2 separate regions of the Hordeum vulgare genome follow, and region 1 is linked to region 2. The links are chromatin contacts, called in public Hi-C maps. All regions are on one chromosome and are shown on one strand. Each heading gives the region's core, a stretch centred on a gene start, on an enhancer-like site or on the middle of the called end of the contact. The rest is flanking DNA. Distances are from core to core; before and after follow the strand shown. Region 1 holds the start of LOC123430685. Region 2 holds the start of LOC123427559 (protein TRIGALACTOSYLDIACYLGLYCEROL 1, chloroplastic).

What was found. Hi-C and Micro-C count contacts between places; a contact is called where the count stands out from the background.
Region 1: a Hi-C map of seedling shows a contact between it and region 2, with 3 times the contacts expected there. The contact joins the promoter of LOC123430685 here to the promoter of LOC123427559 in region 2. A contact is called at or near these places in 2 of 6 Hi-C or Micro-C datasets (leaf and seedling) and 1 of 1 datasets of contacts at active chromatin or transcription factors (embryo).

The regions. Positions count from the first base shown.
Region 1 is chr2H:595,444,083-595,449,204 of MorexV3_pseudomolecules_assembly, forward strand. It overlaps LOC123430685, which reads right to left and starts at 2,944. Exons shown (of 1, transcript XM_045114532.1): 1 at 733-2,944. The coding sequence starts at 2,651. The coding sequence ends at 933.
Region 2 is chr2H:595,229,445-595,234,637 of MorexV3_pseudomolecules_assembly, forward strand. LOC123427559 (protein TRIGALACTOSYLDIACYLGLYCEROL 1, chloroplastic) reads right to left here and starts at 1,362. Exons shown (of 1, transcript XM_045111639.1): 1 at 1-1,362. The coding sequence starts at 1,240. The coding sequence ends at 215.

The DNA.
Region 1 (5,122 bases), core at 1,694-4,193, 220 kb after region 2:
AACTGAACCGGACGCAGTATATTTCGTGCGCGAGCTCGTGCGCGCTGAACTTTTCATGCGCGCTGAAACTCCTTGCGCTGCCCGTCCCGTCCCGCGCCGCTGCCCAGGACCTCGCCGTCCTCGCCCGGCGCACCAACCCGGCGGCCACCAAGGCCTCGACCCCGTCGGCGCTGTCCAGCCGCCCAGGACCTCGCCGTCCTCGCCCGACGCACCAACCCGGCGGCCACCAAGGCCTCGACCCCGTCGACGCTGTCCAGCCGCCCAGGACCTCGCCGTCCTCGCCCGGCGCACCAACCCGGCGGCCACCAAGGCCTCGACCCCGTCCTCGAGCTGGTCGACGGCGGGTCGCGGCGGCGGGGAGGAGCAGGCCGCGGCGACGGGGAGGAGCAGGCCGCGGCGGCGGGGCGGGGAGGAGCAGGTCGCGGCGGCGGGGAGGAGCAGGCCGCGGCGGCGGGGCGGGGAGGAGCAGGTCGCGGCGGGGCAGGTTATATTTTTGGGCGTCTGCTGGAGATGGTACGCGTGTTATATTTTTGAGCGTGTGTTGAAGATGTTCGGTCATCCGACGCGGTAAAACGCTATTTTGACGCTGTAAAATATTTTTAGCCCGCGACTTGGTAGCGCATCTGTTGGAGATGCTCTAAGAGAGACCAGGCGGCATCCCCGATTAGCAATCTCAAATCCTGATATTGATATATGCAGTAAGGGAGACACAAGCAATGCTTTGATGGTGCATCTCATCTTATTTGTTTTATTAGAATAGCCGCTGACAAAATTTGTTGCTCGATCATACATACACACTTGTCGGTGCAAATTACGTACCATCTAAGTATATACGCGTGCGAAACGATATATGCAAATTGCTACACTAATAGGCTACTGTTAGTTCACAAAAAAAAAAAAAAAAAAAAAAAAGGAACATATTATGTACCATCTCAGTGTCTCGGTTCAGGTTCAGCCACTTCAGTGTTGACGCTGCCGGCTCTACTCGTCGCGCCCCATTCCCGTGCACTCTTCTCGTCACCATTGGCCGACGAGGAGCCAATGCCGACCTGCAACCATGGCGTCGTCTCCCCCGCTGCACTCACGTCCTTGAGATCACTTAGCTTGGCCTTCTTGACGGCCGTGCTGTCCGCCTCGTCCTCAGCGGCTTCGTGGGCAGTCACAGCGTCGGTAACGTTGTGGCTGCTCGTCGCGGTCATCTTGTTCTGGTGGCTGGGATTGCTTGGTACCGTCGCTGGCTGGAGGTACAGCGACGGCGGCGCCTCAAGGTGCAGCGAGCTGGTTCCGACCTCGGCGACCCTCGCGCTGGCCATCACCGGCGACGGGTTGGACGCGATGGTGAGGTCTAGCGCCGGCTCCGGAGCGTCCACCAGTGGCCGGAGAGTGAGCTGGTGGCCAGCAGCGGTGACAAGGCCTTCTGCTGTCAGGGATGTGATGTTGGCGTGTTCCCCTGTGCCCGAGGTGAGCCAGTGGCACCGCTTGTGGCCTCCGAGCGCTTGACCAGAGGCGAAGAGGCGGTGGCAGACGGAGCACTCATGCATCTTGGTCGCCTTCTTCTTGAACGGTGCAATGGCCAACGCCGCGTCCGGCGGTTCCTGGTCCGTGGTCGTTATGGCCATTGATAGGGATGGGGTGGCCCCGCTCGTGTTGCCACCGGTGCTGACATCGACGTTTGTCTTGGCATCAGCACCGCCACTTGCATGGATGACATCGACGGCGGCGGCATTTCCCTTTCCATCGCTGGGACCGGCGGCCGCTGCGTGGTGGTGAGGTGGCTCACCGATGCTGCTCTCGGGCTTGGCAGCGAAGCAGCCCTTGACCTTCTTGTGGCTGGCACGGTGGCCGCCGAGAGCTTGGTGCGACGTGAACACCTTCTTGCATGCCTTGCACTCGAACAAGCCACGTGGCATGGGCGCCGAGGCGTATTGCGGTTGCGGTGCTGGCAAAGCCAGAGGCAGCATCATCGTTTGATCCGGCGCCGGTACGACGATCGGGAAGGGTGGTTGCGGCTGTTGATGAGGCCTTTTCCCGTGTTCTTTGCTGGCCGGCGCGCACGGCTCAGGGTTACCCTCGGCGGCGACGGTGGCCTGGTCGGCCTTGGACGACGAGAGCATGACGAGGCAATTCGCCAGGTCCTCCTCCTCGTCCTCGCCAGGCGGCGCCGTCGATGTCCCGGGCATTGTATCATCGCCTCCTCCAGCGATCGACTTGGCGCGACGCGAGCGCTTCCCCTTAGACCACCCTGAGGCTAGCGACGGGTCCTCATCTCCGTCGGCCACGGACGGAGGCGGCGAGCCGTTCGCGTCCTCCTCTTCGCCGGAGGTGCACTTGCCGTGCTCAAGGAAAAGTTCCATCGAAGAGAACTCCTTCCCGCAGTTCCTGCACACCTGGCAGCCCCTGGTGAGGCGGTTAGGGTTCGCCCGGAGCGCGTAGACGTGCGTCGTCGCTGCTCCCGCCGTGGACGGCCCGTCTTCCCCGCCGCGCGCGGACGACACGGGCTCGTCGTCATCATCATCCGCGCCGGGGCCGTCGTCGGCGACGGCGTGAGCCCTCATGTGCCCGCCGAGCGCGCTGCCGCACGTGAACCCCTTGTTGCAGACTCTGCAGAAGTGCTTGTACGCCGCCGGTGGCGGCTGGGGACGAGGCGGCATCTGGCCATGACGCTCAAGTAGATGCAGCCGGTGTTAGGGAAACACGCGGCGTCAACATGTGGGGGGGAGAAGTTAAGGGTCAAAGTATGGCTATGTGCAACCCTGGGAACGCAAACACTTAAGTACCAGAGACGATGGAGATTCACACATGTACATGCGATTAGAGAGCTCGCCTATGGCGGGGAGCTGCTGTGCGAGCGGTTCAGTCCGTCCTCGTTAACCATGCATGCACGATCGCGGCAAGCTGTTATGGACAGGTTAGCTAGGTTTATACATAGCTGTCATGGCCAGGGTCTATGGCAGCCGCACACACAAGTTAGCGCTCTGGCTAGTGATGACAAGTGTTTGGCTTTCATGGGCGCTGAGGCAGTCCCGTCCGGTGACGGCAGTGACGGGGGGAGATATTCTCCGTCCTGATCGGAGACCAGCTGGTTCTGGGGGAGGTCAAGCGTTTTTTTAGGAGATCAAAGAGGCAGTTTTGCCCACGAACCGTGCCCATCCGTTGGAGTTGGTGGTGTTTATCCTCACGGCATCTCTGGAAAGATCTCTGAAAACCGACATTGAGAAGAAAAATACTTCCTCCATCCGAAATTATTTATCATAAAAATAAATGAAAGTGGACGTATCTATAAACAAAATGCATCTAGATACGTTCATTTCTATAACAAGTATTTTCGGATGAAAGGAGTACTCCGTAAAGAAATACTTCCTCCGTATAACAGTGTTTAGATCACTAAAATAAGTTTTAGAAAGTTAAATACTAGATGGCAGATTCCCTAAACCCAACTTTACCAAAAGAAAAAAAATCAGTTCCACTCCTTTTAAAAACAAGCATGTCTACAGATTACCCTCTTCCAGTACATGACTTTTCTTCATCGCAAAAAAAAAAATGACTTTTCTGTCCGTGCTCTCGCTCAGGCCGTCAGGCGCAATAATCCTTTGTTCCTCTACAGTGAAAAGCGCACATATTGAGGCTTAGGCTGTAGCCTAGTGGCATGGTTGGGCAGTGGCTCATCCTGCGGCCAGGGTTCGAACCCCGTCGGGGTTGCATGTTTGTGCCCATTGATCTTTTTTTTTTTTAAAGCACACATGTTTGTGCCTCTTTGTGCATTGATAGCTCGCCCGAGATTCTCGAATGTTCTGTTACAATGGTATATTTTTAAAAATAAATGTACTCTTTTCGTTTTAAAATAAATGCCGTTTGATTATATTTTTCAATAAATACGGATTTGTTCAAAAATGTATTCAAGCACGTATGACACCCTCCACAGTCCCTCTGATACGTGGCACAAGAAACTCCCCAACATCTTCGGTGGTGCCAAGTGACGCAGATATAATCCTCTTCTGACGTCAAGTGGCTCGCATAGACATGCCATTTGTTGATGTCTTTACAAGGTGTACCAGCCAGATGATAATTACTAGTCTGAACTGTTGAAAGCGGCAAACCGAGCGCCCGTAGCTTAGATGGTCAGATTCCTCGTGGTGAAACCTGCTCACCTGGTTAAATTTCTATAGCATGCATGCACGCATTTTTTGAATGCCCATTGATCTTTTTTTTTTAAAGCACACATGTTTGTGCCTCTTTGTGCATTGATAGCTTGCCCGAGATTCTCGAATGTTCTATTACAATGGTATATTTTTTAAAATAAATGTACTCTTTTCGTTTTAAAATAAATGCCGTTTGATTATATTTTTCAATAAATACGGATTTGTTCAAAAATGTATTCAAGCACGTATGACACCCTCCACAGTCCCTCTGATACGTGGCACAAGAAACTCCCCAACATCTTCGGTGGTGCCAAGTGACGCAGATATAATCCTCTTCTGACGTCAAGTGGCTCGCATAGACATGCCATTTGTTGATGTCTTTGCAAGGTGTACCAGCCAGATGATAATTACTAGTCTGAACTGTTGAAAGCGGCAAACCGAGCGCCCGTAGCTTAGATGGTCAGATTCCTCGTGGTGAAACCTGCTCACCTGGTTAAATTTCTATAGCATGCATGCACGCATTTTTTGAATGCCCATTGATCTTTTTTTTTAAAGCACACATGTTTGTGCCTCTTTGTGCATTGATAGCTCGCCCGAGATTCTCGAATGTTCTATTACAATGGTATATTTTTAAAAATAAATGTACTCTTTTCGTTTTAAAATAAATGCCGTTTGATTATATTTTTCAATAAATACGGATTTGTTCAAAAATGTATTCAAGCACGTATGACACCCTCCACAGTCCCTCTGATACGTGGCACAAGAAACTCCCCAACATCTTCGGTGGTGCCAAGTGACGCAGATATAATCCTCTTCTGACGTCAAGTGGCTCGCATAGACATGCCATTTGTTGATGTCTTTGCAAGGTGTACCAGCCAGATGATAATTACTAGTCTGAACTGTTGAAAGCGGCAAACCGAGCGCCCGTAGCTTAGATGGTCAGATTCCTCGTGGTGAAACCTGCTCACCTGGTTAAATTTCTA
Region 2 (5,193 bases), core at 112-2,611:
AATCGGATGCAAACAATTGAGCAACAATTTGCAGAATGTGCATAATGCATAATAATTTACTTCCAAATGACATCACAACAAAAATAACTCATTCACCTGGAGTGTGGTCGATGCTGCAATGCAGGCCTCCTTGAATCCACTACTACACTTTGGTCAATGTACAGTACTAAATTATGCTGCTACGACGCAAAAAATTCTCTGCCGTGGTCTTGCCTTAACCCATCGCGTGCTTGAGCGAATCACCAGCACCAGCCTGGAAGAACAGGCACGAAAGAGCGAAGTCTGCAATGAAAATTCCAACCAAGGAAATGACCACGGCAGACGTTGTGGACTCGCCAACGCCCTTGGCTCCTCCGTGTGTTGTCACACCCCATGCACAGCTGACCACCGCGATAATGGCACCGAACACCTGAGATTTTATCAAGGCGCTGATCAAGTCCCATGGGCGCAGCGCCTTGCGAGCTGACTCCAGAATGATGCTGGTGCTTACACCAAAGACGGCGTCGGCCAAGAAGGCTGAGGAAGCAAGCCCGAGGGCGAAGCTGATGAGCGTGAGGACAGGGAGCGCCAGCACGCACGCGAGGACACGGGGGACCACGAGGTAATCGATGGGCTGTGAGCCGAGGACGCGGAGGGTGTCGGTCTGCTCGGACACCTGCATGGTGCCGAGCTCGGCGGCAAAGGCGGAGCCAACTCGGCCGGCAGCGACGACAGCGGTGACGACCGGGGTGAGCTCGCGAGCGAGCGCCAGGGCAAGGACGCCACCAACGGAGCGGTGCAGGCCGAGGCGGGTGAACTCGCGCACGAACTGGATGGTGAAGGCCATGCCGACGAAGGCGGCGGTGAGGAGCGAGACCCCCGCGCTCCCGGGGCCCACGCGGCGGAGCTGGGCGAGGAGGTTGCGGCGGTGGACGCGTCCCGTGAGGACGCGGTGGAAGACCTGCCCTGCGAGGAGCAGAGCCGAGAGCCCCCGCCAGATCGCGCGAGGCGGGGTCCAGTTGGAGAACAGAGGGGGTGGGGCCGTGGGGGGCGGGGGCGGAGGGGAAGGCGACGGCGCGGAATTGCTGCCGGCAGTGGCGTGGGGCGTCAGGGGGAGGCGGAGGACGGGCAGGCGGCGGCGTGAAGAGTGGAGGCGGAGGAGGTGGGATTTGGGGCAGGGGATGGCGAGGCGGAGGAGAGGGTTCGTCGTGACGGAGGTGGGGCGGAGGAGGAGGGCGCCCCCTGCCGTGGTGGACGACATGGTGTCGGTGGCGGTGGTGGCGGTGGCCGGAGATCGGGACAGTGGTGGTCGCGGTGGCCGCGTTGGAGTGGGTGGGAAGCGATGGGGAATGACCGTATCGGTGGGGAGGAAGGAGTCTCTGCTGGCCCACAATAAAGGCACTAATGGGCTGGACAAGTAATCCCGCTAAAGGCTTTAACCCGGTCATGCGGCCCGGCACAGGTTAAATTTCGGTATAAAAAAATTAAAATTTGACCCTTCTCTTACCATCAGGCTTCATAATGATATATAATATAAGTATAAGATTTATTTTTAATAATAAAGCGGCTATTGTTTTCGTCGGAAAACCCACCACGTCATTTTTATAAAAAAGCCCCTGTAATTTTTGTTATTCAACTCGCGCTTCAATTTCTCATTATGATGAAATTAACAATGGACGGATTGATTTTTCAACAAAATAGGATAGGACTAACTACATTAGTTAGTTAGTTTATTATTTTAATAAATCAAAATAATTATAAAAAGTTTAAAAGTGTGTGGTATTTTTTTCTCCCGTTGCAACGCACGGGCTATTTTGCTAGTGATATATAAGATATAACAACCTAACGTCAAGGTTTTTGATGGGATGGTTACACGTCTACCGCAAAAATTCCTAAGGACACCTTCCAACAGACGGTCCGATCACTAACAAAATACTAAGGACTCATTTGCCTCAAAGAAAAAAAACAAAGGACTCCTTCGATAATCCACCAGCTCTTTAAAATTTATAAATTTACAAAGCACCCATGTAGCCGTTCCACGAATTTTAACTACAGCTCCGTCGCTCCGGGAACAGAGTCGTGGAGCAGAGGGACTCCGAACGGGGTCTAATTAAAGAGTACTCTTTTAAAGATCATCCCTCACCTTCTCATGCTTCCACAAGTAGCGCACTGCATGTCCGTCACTTGTTACAATCTATAAGTTTTCTTTTTTTTCATCGATTCGTTATTTTTAAATGTTTATCTTTTACACAGTGCATTCAAATCTCAAACCATCTTCACCGTTGGATTCCCTGCGTCCAGGTCTTCGAAACTAGATCCCATGTTGATGAGTTTTAGCGATTTTTTTTAGAAAAAAACCAATGAAAAAACTATGCCTCTCGCGGAAGAAATAAAAAATATTTTTTCCCATTTCCGCGAAAGTAAAACCGTGCCATTCGTGAAAAAAAAAACAGAAACAAATTTTCTTTCGAGAGGCGCAGCCATGTCTCTTGCAGAAGCAAAACCGTGCCTCTCGCGAAAGAAAAATAAATAGAAAACACATTTTTATCATTTTCGAGTGGCACCGACTTGCCTCTTGCGGAAGCAAAATCGTGCCTCTCATGAATAAATAAATAAAAACATGTTTTATTTTATCTTCAAGAGATATGGCCGCGGAAGAAAAGTCATGATTTTCAAGAAAGGAAAAAAAAAGCATTTTTTCACTTTTTTGTTCATTATTGTTCGTTCAAAAGCCAAGGAAGACCGATGAAACACCGAAACATCATAAAACTGAAAAAATCACCTAAAAAGCCAAAAATATGTGTGAATAAAATAAAATAAAATAAAATGCAAAGAAAATACTTTGAACATGACAGGTGATGACGCCTGAGAAGGCGTCAAATGCGGCGCCTCAGAGTGATTATTGGAAGGCTCTCGAAAACGAGCTTGACAACTAGCCGCTCTCGGTCAGTAACAGTTTTAAAAGATACTCATTAAGACAGACATCTCAAACCGAGGGTTCCCGTTCGACGCGTTCAGCGCCGGAAAAGCTTAAGGTCGCCCACATGCCATCCCTCGTCGGTCGGCCCATGTATATGGCGTGCGCTCGTTGCAATTGCTGGTTCGCTACATCGCAAAAATGTTGGTTCGCTCCATCGCATGTAATTGAATAGTCAATCATTGACTTACCGACACCAATACGGATTCAGTTCGCTCCTCGCAATTCTAGAAAAGAGATATGGGAGGCGACCGTTTTGCCTCTTCTTCAGCGACGATGTTGCAAGTCCCTTCCTGCTTCATCCGTCGCTTCGAAGACGGTTGGGGGTTGGAACCCCGGTGATTCGACTCCAGGGGGTTGCAAGGGTTGCCCCAGTTTGTCCCTGGGGCATCGGTTCAGTGATGTGGACGACGCCGCGCCCTTCAAATAATTTGTCTATGCTCTTCCCTCACATCGGTGGCACTCCAATCAACGGCACTGAGGAGCAAAATAATTTGGTGGCTTCAAACAGGGTGCGTGGTTGGAGGTAGGCCACACCGGTTTTCTTCCTCTTCGTCCATGTCGAGTGAAGAGGTTGGCGTCAGCATTTGGTAGACACGGTATGATTTCCGGTCGATGCTCCATATTGTCGCAATTCTCGTAGAAAAAACTACAATTAAAATATATAATGGATTAAAGAAGTCTTTATTTATTTTGAAAATGCCCATAAATTTTGGAAGAAATCATGAATACAAAAAATGTTCATGGATTTTTAAAAACGTTTATCAAATTTGAGAAAAGTTCATCAAATTTGAAAAGATCCATCATTTTTTTTAAATCATTAAGCATGAAAAAGGTTCATCGGAAAAGAAAGCTCATCATATTTAGAGAAACTTGATATAATTCGAAAAAAAGTTTATCAAATATAAGAAATCATATATGTTTAAAAAGGAAAATGATATATGATAAAGAAAAGGTGAAAAAAAAAAGAAATATGAAAATAAAAAATGAAATAAAAGAAGAATGGAGAATGAAGAAAAAGTAAAACGATGAAACAAAGTAAGGGCATGTACAATGATGCTATCTTAGGATAAATGATGAGGTGGAGGTGAGAAAACTCGAAAAAAGACTTTGTCTTCTTCTTATTTAAGAGAAGACAAGACGTGATCTCTTAGCACAATATGTCTCACCATGTTTTCAGAAATAACTAATTATAGAAGATAAGGCTAAGAGATGACCCATTATAGACTTTTTTTATCATCTCTAAATTACATATAAGATTTAAAATAAGACTATCTTATCAACCATTGTACATGCCCCAACAAACCACAATCATGTGGGTTATCTGGTTTGCTACCCTAGGTAACGTTAGATGGAGAGGTAGTTGTTTCAAATCATGCTATACGAACGTTCCTTTTTTTTTTTTGGAAAAAATCCTATACGACGCATTGTGTCAAGTTATGGAGGATTCGCAAACCCAACAACGCGATCTGAACCGGCCTGTTGATCGTTTCATCTATGCCAGTCTAGGAAACCTACTAGAGATTTTTCAGCCTTTTTTTTGATTTTGGGAACCAGTTTTTTCCTTCTTCTTTTTTTTCTGTTTTTTCTCTTCTTTCATTTCCATCTTTCATGTTTTTCTTTTTAATTTTCTATCCTCGTTTTCTCTTTTTTTGTTTCTTCTTTTCCACTTGTTTTTCAAATGTTCGTCTTTTCAAAAACTTATTTGGAAATTTCGAGGAATGTTCACATTTCCAAAAAAATGGTTCATGCTTTCATATTTTGTTAACAGATTAAAAAATGTTTCCTTTTAAGAAAAATATTAATATGTTCATGAAATTGTTCATTTTTTCAAAAATGTTTGAATTTAACACGTTCACGTTTCATAAAACATTCATTTTTTATAAACATGCACAAAAAGACCGTGTTTTCAAAATTGTTCCCAAAATTCAAAAAAATCTGTGTCTCCAAACAATTGTTCACATGTTAAAATTTGGACGCGAGAGTTAGAAATGTTCACTTTTGCATAAAAATAGTGTTCAACTTTTAAAAAATTGTTCACAAGTTCAAATAATGTTCGTGAATTTTAACTTGAAAAATTCCGGATTGAAATGTGTCGGGGCGTACGCGTGCATGCCCTTTCGGTGTCCGCCCCAACTACCGCAACCAACTTAATTTATGACGACCGCCCTCCGCGGACCCATGCATCGGCGTCCGCGGTCGGCCTTTTTTGATACGAGCGTGGGGTGGGGTTCGGT